Linked DNA regions of Columba livia: regions 1 and 2 are each linked to region 3. Evidence: chromatin contacts called from public Hi-C data. All regions are on one chromosome and are shown on one strand. The core of a region is the stretch at or near the end of the contact, and the rest is flanking DNA. Distances in the headings are between cores, read along the strand shown.

Region 1 (2,700 bases), core at 94-2,593, 120 kb after region 3:
ACAGAGCAAGAACAGCACTAGAAGGAAATACAACAGGTTATTGCTGAACATTAACATACCCAGCAACTGGGCTACGCTCTGTATTATTGCAGAGCAGTGCATGCTAGCAAAATCCCCTATAAAACTGGTCAGACAAAACTCATATGTTTCTAGACAGTCTTTAGTTTCTGTTGTTAGGAGATGATATATTCTTTCCTCTTGGTGGGGGGATGACCTTACTGCCTCAGATGTGTTCTGCCTACAACCACCACTGCAATTTGCTCGGTACTTTAGATCTCAAATCCTCTCAAGAATTATTAGCAGACAAGCAGCACAACTTATCAACACTATATTCAGCTGGTCACAGTAGCTTACCCAGCAGGCAATATATTTTAAACTAGCAATTAACTTCTGCAATAGTGGCTAATTAGTTCAAATCAGTCACTGTAGCCAGTGGGATCGTTTGCTGCTGCGATTCAGCACTCCTGTGGATGCCGCGGCTGCTAAAACGCAGCATATAAGCACAGATCAAGAAGGAACTCGTCAGAGGCAGCACAGCTTTAATAACAGACAGATCGTCTTTCCCCACCTCTGACCACTGAGATCCCGTCTCTTTGCAAATGGCTTTAGCAAGTGGATTGGCATACCGAATCCCTGCCACAGAGTTTTTCCACAAGTAGGTTTCCCTTCAGTAAGTAAAGAAGTTTCATGCATACCACTTACCTTTTTAATCCTTGCATGTCCAAAACCGTTGGGGAAAGGTGGAAAAAAAACAGAGTCTGTGCTGATGAATAACTAGAAAGTTTTTCCAAACATTACCCTCTGCTAGCACTTCAGTTCCTCTGTCATTTATAGTCCCAAGAACGAAATAGCAAGTAATGGAGAAGATCGGGAGCCGTCTGTACCTCCTCAGACACTGGAGAGAATACAGAGAAAGCACCTGGTTTTGCTTAGTTCTCTTCTGTAATTCAGCATTAAACCAATTGGAGGAGGAATGTTAAAAATGAACACTTCATTTTCTAAGTATGTTAAACAATGCAAATGGGGGCCTCAGCCTGGGACAGCTGGTTTAGATTACAAAGCTCACCAACTGGCTAGACTCCTCACAACAACCTCGAGGAGCCTGCCAGGATAAAACACTAACAGCTTGAAGGAAAGCCTCTCCCGCTGCAAACTTCACAGTTAAATGTGCCTCGGAGCAGAGAGCACCGTTATTGGACAGAAACCCTTATCAAGGGACTGGAGAAGGGAAGGGATTGTTTTCCTTGCTCTGAGAACAAAAAAAAAAGTCAGGCTTTTTGGAGGCCCTCTAGCCGGTGTCTCGGATGATGAATATGCAACACTCGCTGCTTCGTGCCAATGGCATACTGATGAAAAGTCTGACCCTCTGGGAGGTGAATAACTTGAATTCATGATGATCACAGCTACAGGAACTATATTGCTTGGGGATTATTTGAAAACAGGAATAAACAAATTAAATGTTCAAAGGAAAACAAATGACTTGTCTACAAACACTGGCCCTTTTTAAACTGACCCCACACTTAAGGGAGTGGTTTGTGAAATGAAATATTTCTCAGGAAATACATATATTACAGATCTCCAGTTATGATTGAGGAGGAAGGAAATAAAGTACTTTTTCAGGTGGTTTGCAGCTTTGCCACAGGCAGAGCCTCAGTAGGTCAAGCAGAACATTTATGAGATGTGAGAGGTGAGCAATCAGATGCTGTGAAGATTATGCTAGAACCAAAGATGAACACTGAAATGAAACACATAGATATTAAATTGAATACTTTGAATTTCTGTTGAGTCTCCTATATGAGGAAACCCTTTATTCCTAAGGAACATGAAATGTCCCAAAAGATAAAAATCTATCATGCATTTCTCTGTAACAGATTAAGAAACAGAAACACGGTTATTATAACAGATATTCATGAAACTGTCCTCTAAGCATGGATGCCCAGTTTGAGACACAAAGACTGAGCTGCTTCATGGTTGCTGAGCACCCACAAGTGATATTGATGCCAATGGGAAGTGCAAGAGCTCTGTACCTTCAACAGTGTCAAAAACAGGAATTGGTGAACTTATTTTAAAAAGATTTCTCAAAAGCTTAATAAAAACTCACACAAGAGATTTCCAAGGAAGCTTTCTGGGCATGTTGTGAGAGGAAAATTTTGTCATGGATCAGAAAACAGGGAAGAGTTAGAAAGCAAAGCCCAGGCAAATTTTCATTGTGGCCAAAGGTTAACAGTGAGTATTCCTGTTCCTCTGTAAGTCCAGTGTTTCTCGGTACACTCAATGATCTGGAGCACTAAGAAGTCTAAAAGTAGCAATGCAGGTGCTCTGAGTATCCATTTGTGTGGATGAAGGCCTTGCCTTATGTACTTGCTGATACCTCACTTGCTGATCCACTGAATTTCTCTCACCATCACCTGGCAAAATCATTGTCTGCATGCCAGAATCACCGTAGGAGTGCAGCACCAGTCTCCTCCCAAAGATTTGCCGCAGACTAAAGGGTTTTGATAGATCAGCCAGCTGGCAGAGGTACGCCAGTGCTGGAGACGGGAGGTGAATCCAGACCTGACCACCTAAGGGGCTCCCCTAAGAAGGAATACTGTACAAATGTTTTGATTTTTTCCTGTCTCCATCTGGCAGCTGAATTGGATAAAAAAATGGAGTATAAAAAGTAGTACCAAACCACAACTTGGGCTAGTTTACAATGTG
Region 2 (2,700 bases), core at 136-2,635, 79 kb after region 3:
CGTTAATCTGAATATAAGGATCCTCACATCTTACTGGGTCTAAACATTTATATTCTCCTGGGATATTGAAACACGTTTGCTGCGGAGTGCAGGTGAAGTTTCTGGTTTCACATTCATTGATATCTAAAACACAAGAAACAAGAGAAAGGGAAATATGTGCAAGACACCACTCTTACAGAACAGTTTCTGTCTAAGGACTTGACCCCAAATTCATAACACTTTTGCACCATGAGAAGTGACCTTTGAATAACTGGCCTCTCTTTTAAGATCAGTTTTTACTCCATTCATTTCTGCTTATGGGAGTGCTCCCATATGGTAAGTGCTGCAAAAACTGGGAAATAAATTGGCTGCTCAAGCTCTCTGACCTTAGAGAAGGGGAAAACTAAAGAGAGATGTGCAGCAGAGAGGAGAGCATCTGAGGGCTTTTCTGTGTAGCTGCTTCTGTGTAGCTGCTTCTTCGTCAGTAAAGTCTTACTTACACCAACACACCAATTGACCTCATTGGGACTATTCACGTGATGACATTCTTACCAGAGTTACATAATTGGCCCCTATGAGTATTTCACTGTGCAATGTCAGGACCAAGCATCTCAATTCTTGGAAAGCTCTTTCCAGACACAAGGCTTATTTTCCGTGCCCCTGGGGTTTTAATCAGCGCAGGAATGTTCTTACCTTGGCAGCTTCTGCTATCGTCAAGCAAGTTATAGCCCGAAGGACAGATACAGTAGTAAGAACCAGGCCCATTCACACATTCGTGCTGGCAGAGGAACTCCGAGAAGCTGCATTCGTCCATGTCTGCAGTGGTAAAACAAAGTTTAGTGTCTTTGGCTTTACAGACAAAAGAGCAGTCCCACAGGCAGGTGACCATCCAGACAATATGCCTGTCACCCCAGCTGGAGGTTGGCACCCTTCAGCTCCCCAGAGATCTTCAGCAACCTGGCAAAATGCTATACAAGTTCTTGGTTAAACATTTTTCTCCCAGGGAAACCAAAGTTTCTGCTGAATACAATGCGGCTTTTATTTATATGTATTTGTTTTTGAATACCTGTCACCAGTTGGACATGTTTTCAGTTGTGTTTTACGTCACAGATAGAGCAACTCCAACAACAAAGCTGCAACTGTAATTTGAAAGGAGAGACTTGGCGGTGGGGTTTCTTTTTTTTTTCCTTTTTTTTCTGGAGAGCAAACTTCCCTTTCCCAGGGCCACATGGGTCCCAGCAGAACTCCTGCAGCCAGCTCTGGCCGTTTTATGTTTCTTAACCTCTAGCCAGTTACTTCCAAGGCATTCCAGCAGGACTACAGAGCTCATCCCAGCTTGGGTCAGATCTACTGGAAGGCCCAGCCATGTCCCAGATACCCAGGAAGCTGAGCAGTCTGTCCAGTCTCTGATGAAAAGCAGAAATTGTGCTCTTTTACCCTTTCACTTATGAACTGACCAGTCATATTCTGCAGAACTGTGCTCGAGTGAGAAAGACGAACTTCAGAGCTGCACATGGAGGCATGGCTGACTGCGGGGAAAACACATGCAAAGGCACTAGACTGAGGGAGGCTGCAGTTAATCATTTCCTTATTTCCCTGTTCAGGGGAAGAAAGAAACAAGGGCCAGAACCCCAGCCAGGAACTCCCAAGTTCTTATTCCCAGCTCTGACATGTTGACTCTCCCAGGCAAGTCACTTTTACTCTTCAGACTGAATTTCTCTTTCTTCTAAATTGGGCTCAGTCCATTTATCCACTTTTAGTGTTTTGTGCAGATGAATTGAAAAGTATTTGGAGTCCAAATATTTTTAAATGGGTTTATTGCTGCAACCACATTAGCAAAATGGTGATGAAAGGAACTCCACACCTACATAATCCTGTTATTGTCCAACTTTTCCCAGAGAGTTCACTGAAAAAAACACCTTCCTGACAAAACATGGACCAAGGGCTGACTCCTTAAAGGGACAAAGTTATCACCCATCGCCTTGAGGTGTCCTAGCCCAGGGTTCCAGCACAACAGATTCATATAACCTGTGCTCAGCTGCTGCCAAGTGCTGGAGGGACTTAAAGCCCTGAGGGTCCTACATGTTTGCTGCTGAGCCCACACAGGACAGACACACCTTTGCTGTTCCTAAACCCTTCTGGCATGCTGCTGACTACCTGCAGAGGACTAGATGTTCGGCATTTCAGAGAACATCTAATGCACATGCAAGGCCTCTGTGATTAGAAAATAACACCAATGTTGGGAAAGTCTGGTTGAAATCTCTGACTCCCTGAACTGGGGCAGGGATTTATCCCATCTTCTAGGTAAGACATCTGCTAGGCCATGGACTGTTGAAGCACATCTGGATCCTGGGTGTCTCACAGGCATGTCTCCTACTAAGGCATTCCCTTTGCAAACCACAGTGATGCCTAGTGATTGGTTGGGAAGTGAAAGAAGCTCATCCAGATAAATTTGGCCTGCTTTGACAAGTATTTTCTCACACAGACTTGTCAAGAAAAGGTTTTCTGCTCTAAATATGAGTGGTGGAAGGTCCCTTTTGCTGGTTTAACTCTGAGACATGAATGAGGCTCAAGTACTACCTTTTCTGTCACCATTTTGTACTGGCAAAGTTTATGTGGCATTGCATTGAGCTTAGCTGGTTGAGGCCCCCAACTAGCTCAGAAGCACATGAAAGGTGCAGGAGTTTAACTTAAAATCAGAAAATCCATTAGAAAGCAGAA
Region 3 (2,700 bases), core at 55-2,554:
TCCTGACTGTATATTTTATAACCTTAAATGGAGAGAGATTCTCTTCAAGGAAGATCAGGAATTCATTCTGCCAAGTAGTATCAGCAATGGGGTGGAAGGCAAGGCAGTGGTTTCAAAACCTTCTTGGCTAATGCTATAAATCAGACCTAGCCTAATGTAATCTCTACATGTAACTCTGTTATGAAGATAAGCTGGGCTGGTAAAGAGAAACACTTCGCAATCTCTGTCCATTCTGAGGTGAGTCAGACTTGCAGTGAAGTCCATGTGTTTCCAGCTCATCAGACAAATGCATCAGATGGCTCCTTACTCCAGTGCACTCCTTACCAGAGGCTCTGCAGACACCATAAATCCATTTCTGTGAAGTATCAATCAGAAGAGGCTCCCTACTAGCAGCTTATTCAAACCCTCCATAATGAAGAAAGCAGCAAGTTCCCTCACCTGAGTGCAGATAGCAACATGTGCTGAAATTGCCAAACCAATTTGAGAAGACATACTTCCTTCAAATAAACTGTAAGAGGATACAGGGCTACTTCCTTACCTACTGGAATTGCTTTCATTGGTCTGCAACTCACTAATAGTGGTTGTCTCCGGTTTCAACTTTGGCAGCATCTAATGTGGTGCCTGTGTGATTCGGCAGAGTTCTCCATATAAGAGGCTGGAGCTAATGAGCAATTTGGTGTGTCTGCACAATCCAGTGCTGCTCAGCAACGGCCTGGGACGTTAGCTCAGGTCCCAGGGGACACATAACCCCCGTGAGCGTGGAGGTGGGTTAAACAGTCCTGTTGCACCTTGTGTTTTGCTGGCAAGGACTGGCCCTACCACCTCAGAACAGCATCAGCATGGGGAGCACCGCAGATTCCAGTATGGCTCTTACCCTATTTTCAAATGATCAGTTTACAAGATAATAACAGTGTTAGAATAAATCAAACTCGTCACTGGTTTTGTTCATTTTTCCCCGCTAAAAAGGAAAGAACATTTGAAGAGCTCGGAAAGAGCCTGGGAAAAGTATTGGGGTGTGTAGATGTGCGAGCACAGGGATGGAGCCACGGCTGGGGAAGGGGGCAGCTCGAACTGACCGAAACGGGGCTGGAGGAGGGAATTAAACCTCCCCTCAAATCTCACGATTTATCAGAGTTTGCCACATGGTTTTCGGGCAGTTCTCCGCAGTAGCCACTGCGTGGCAGAAGAGATCAAGACTACGGTCTTCTGAAGGGAGGCAGCGGGGGAAGAGCGCAGCCTGCGGCCGCCGCTGTGGGACAGGCGCCATCTTGTCTGCTTGCTTGTGGGGACCCATAGGGCCGGGGACAAGCACCGGCTGCAGAAATAACTGTTAGGCGAGCTGGCAGTTAATTGCTTCTGAGGGTGCAAAAGAATCCCGGTGAAGGCAGTTCGTTCAGTTAACGGGCAGAGCCAACGGCTGGGAGGAGCTGCCGGCGCGGAGGGTTTGAAGTGCGGCCGCGGTGAAGCTGGTTCTGAGCAGAGGGAGCTGCCTGGACGTGCGTGTGTGGGAAGCCAGGCAATAGAGTAAAAACTGAATTTAAAAATAATCCCCTCAACAGAAGGCAAGAAAGTGGAACTACAGGGACTTCCTGTTGGTGTGATGAGAAAAATTAAATGGCTTTTCCCCTGTTACAATCCAGTGTTCCTTAAAAGAAACAAGAAAATGTGCTGACCCATATTCTCAGCAGAGTAGGGAGCCCTATACTTAGCAAGTACTAGATTTTCTGAAAAACTTGCTTTCAAAACATAATTGTTAACAAGGTCAGATGCCACTAGTAAAAATATTTTCTCCAGACCTGAAAATGAAAGGTTGAAGTGTTGCTGCAAACTCAGGACAAGCCTATAGTTTTAAAATTGCATTTTAAATTTGATTTTCCAGACAATGCATAGCAAGAAATAATAATTTAAAAAAACCCTTTTGTTTTGGGTTGACTAAAATGTTTTCAGTTCTACCCAAACCAAAATAGTTTTCCATTTGTTTAGTTTGGCCACCAAACTGAAAAGCCAATGTGTCTTTATCCACACATAATGGCAAAAGAGACATTTCTGAGGACAAGCAGGGTTTTAATTAGCTCCACTTCGGTATATAAGATAGATGCTGAGTGGAATTACTGTCAGAATATATGTCCTGATCAGGAGTTTAAAAAAAAAAAGCTTTTTTTTTTTTCATGTTATTTTTTTTTATTAGATACTTAAAAGCTTCAGAAGTGAGTCAGGGCCTCTGTGAAGTAATGCTCACATACATAGGGAGAAACGATGGTGCCAGCTCAGAGTGCTTGTAGAAAACAGAAATAAACAGAGCCAGGTAATACGAAAGAAAAGGCAAATATGATTGTCTATTATGTAGTGCTTGTAATAAGCTACAGTCTCAGTGCATTTGCTTAGTTATTGACAAACTAAAAGACAAAACCAAACACCCCAAACCTACATCTCTTAACTAAAGTGTCAAACCACACTTCAGGCAATACCAGATTGTTTAGAGAACGGTGTTGAACATGACCATGGGAAAAATTGATGTTGAAACTTGAGACTACAAAAAAAAACAAAAGCAGAAAACCACTCATATGGATTTGCAAAAGTTTCAGGAAATGTGATCCAATTTTAAGCAAATGTTTTTTATAGAAACCCATGATAATTAAAAAATTAAGGTATGGAAGTATAACTCTTCACTTCTTATTTGCTCACTGTGGGAATGTTTAG

What was found. Hi-C and Micro-C count contacts between places; a contact is called where the count stands out from the background.
Region 1: a Hi-C map of crop shows a contact between it and region 3, with 2.9 times the contacts expected there. The contact joins the promoter of FBLN5 here to the enhancer-like site in region 3. A contact is called at or near these places in 2 of 2 Hi-C or Micro-C datasets (crop and liver).
Region 2: a Hi-C map of liver shows a contact between it and region 3, with 2.7 times the contacts expected there. The contact joins two enhancer-like sites. A contact is called at or near these places in 2 of 2 Hi-C or Micro-C datasets (crop and liver).

The regions. Positions count from the first base shown.
Region 1 is chr5:17,793,581-17,796,280 of bColLiv1.pat.W.v2, reverse strand. FBLN5 (fibulin 5) reads right to left here and starts at 1,343. Exons shown (of 11, transcript XM_005506145.3): 1 at 703-1,343. The coding sequence starts at 719.
Region 2 is chr5:17,834,121-17,836,820 of bColLiv1.pat.W.v2, reverse strand. It overlaps FBLN5 (fibulin 5), which reads right to left. Exons shown (of 11, transcript XM_005506145.3): 8 at 673-795; 9 at 1-123. Among named protein-coding and RNA genes, the nearest start is that of TC2N, 24 kb to the left of the region's middle. Within about 2 kb of position 1,385, at least 1 of the 3 cell types and tissues checked has an H3K27ac peak away from gene starts, as active enhancers do.
Region 3 is chr5:17,913,460-17,916,159 of bColLiv1.pat.W.v2, reverse strand. No RefSeq gene overlaps it. Among named protein-coding and RNA genes, the nearest start is that of PPP4R3A, 50 kb to the left of the region's middle. Within about 2 kb of position 1,304, at least 3 of the 3 cell types and tissues checked have an H3K27ac peak away from gene starts, as active enhancers do.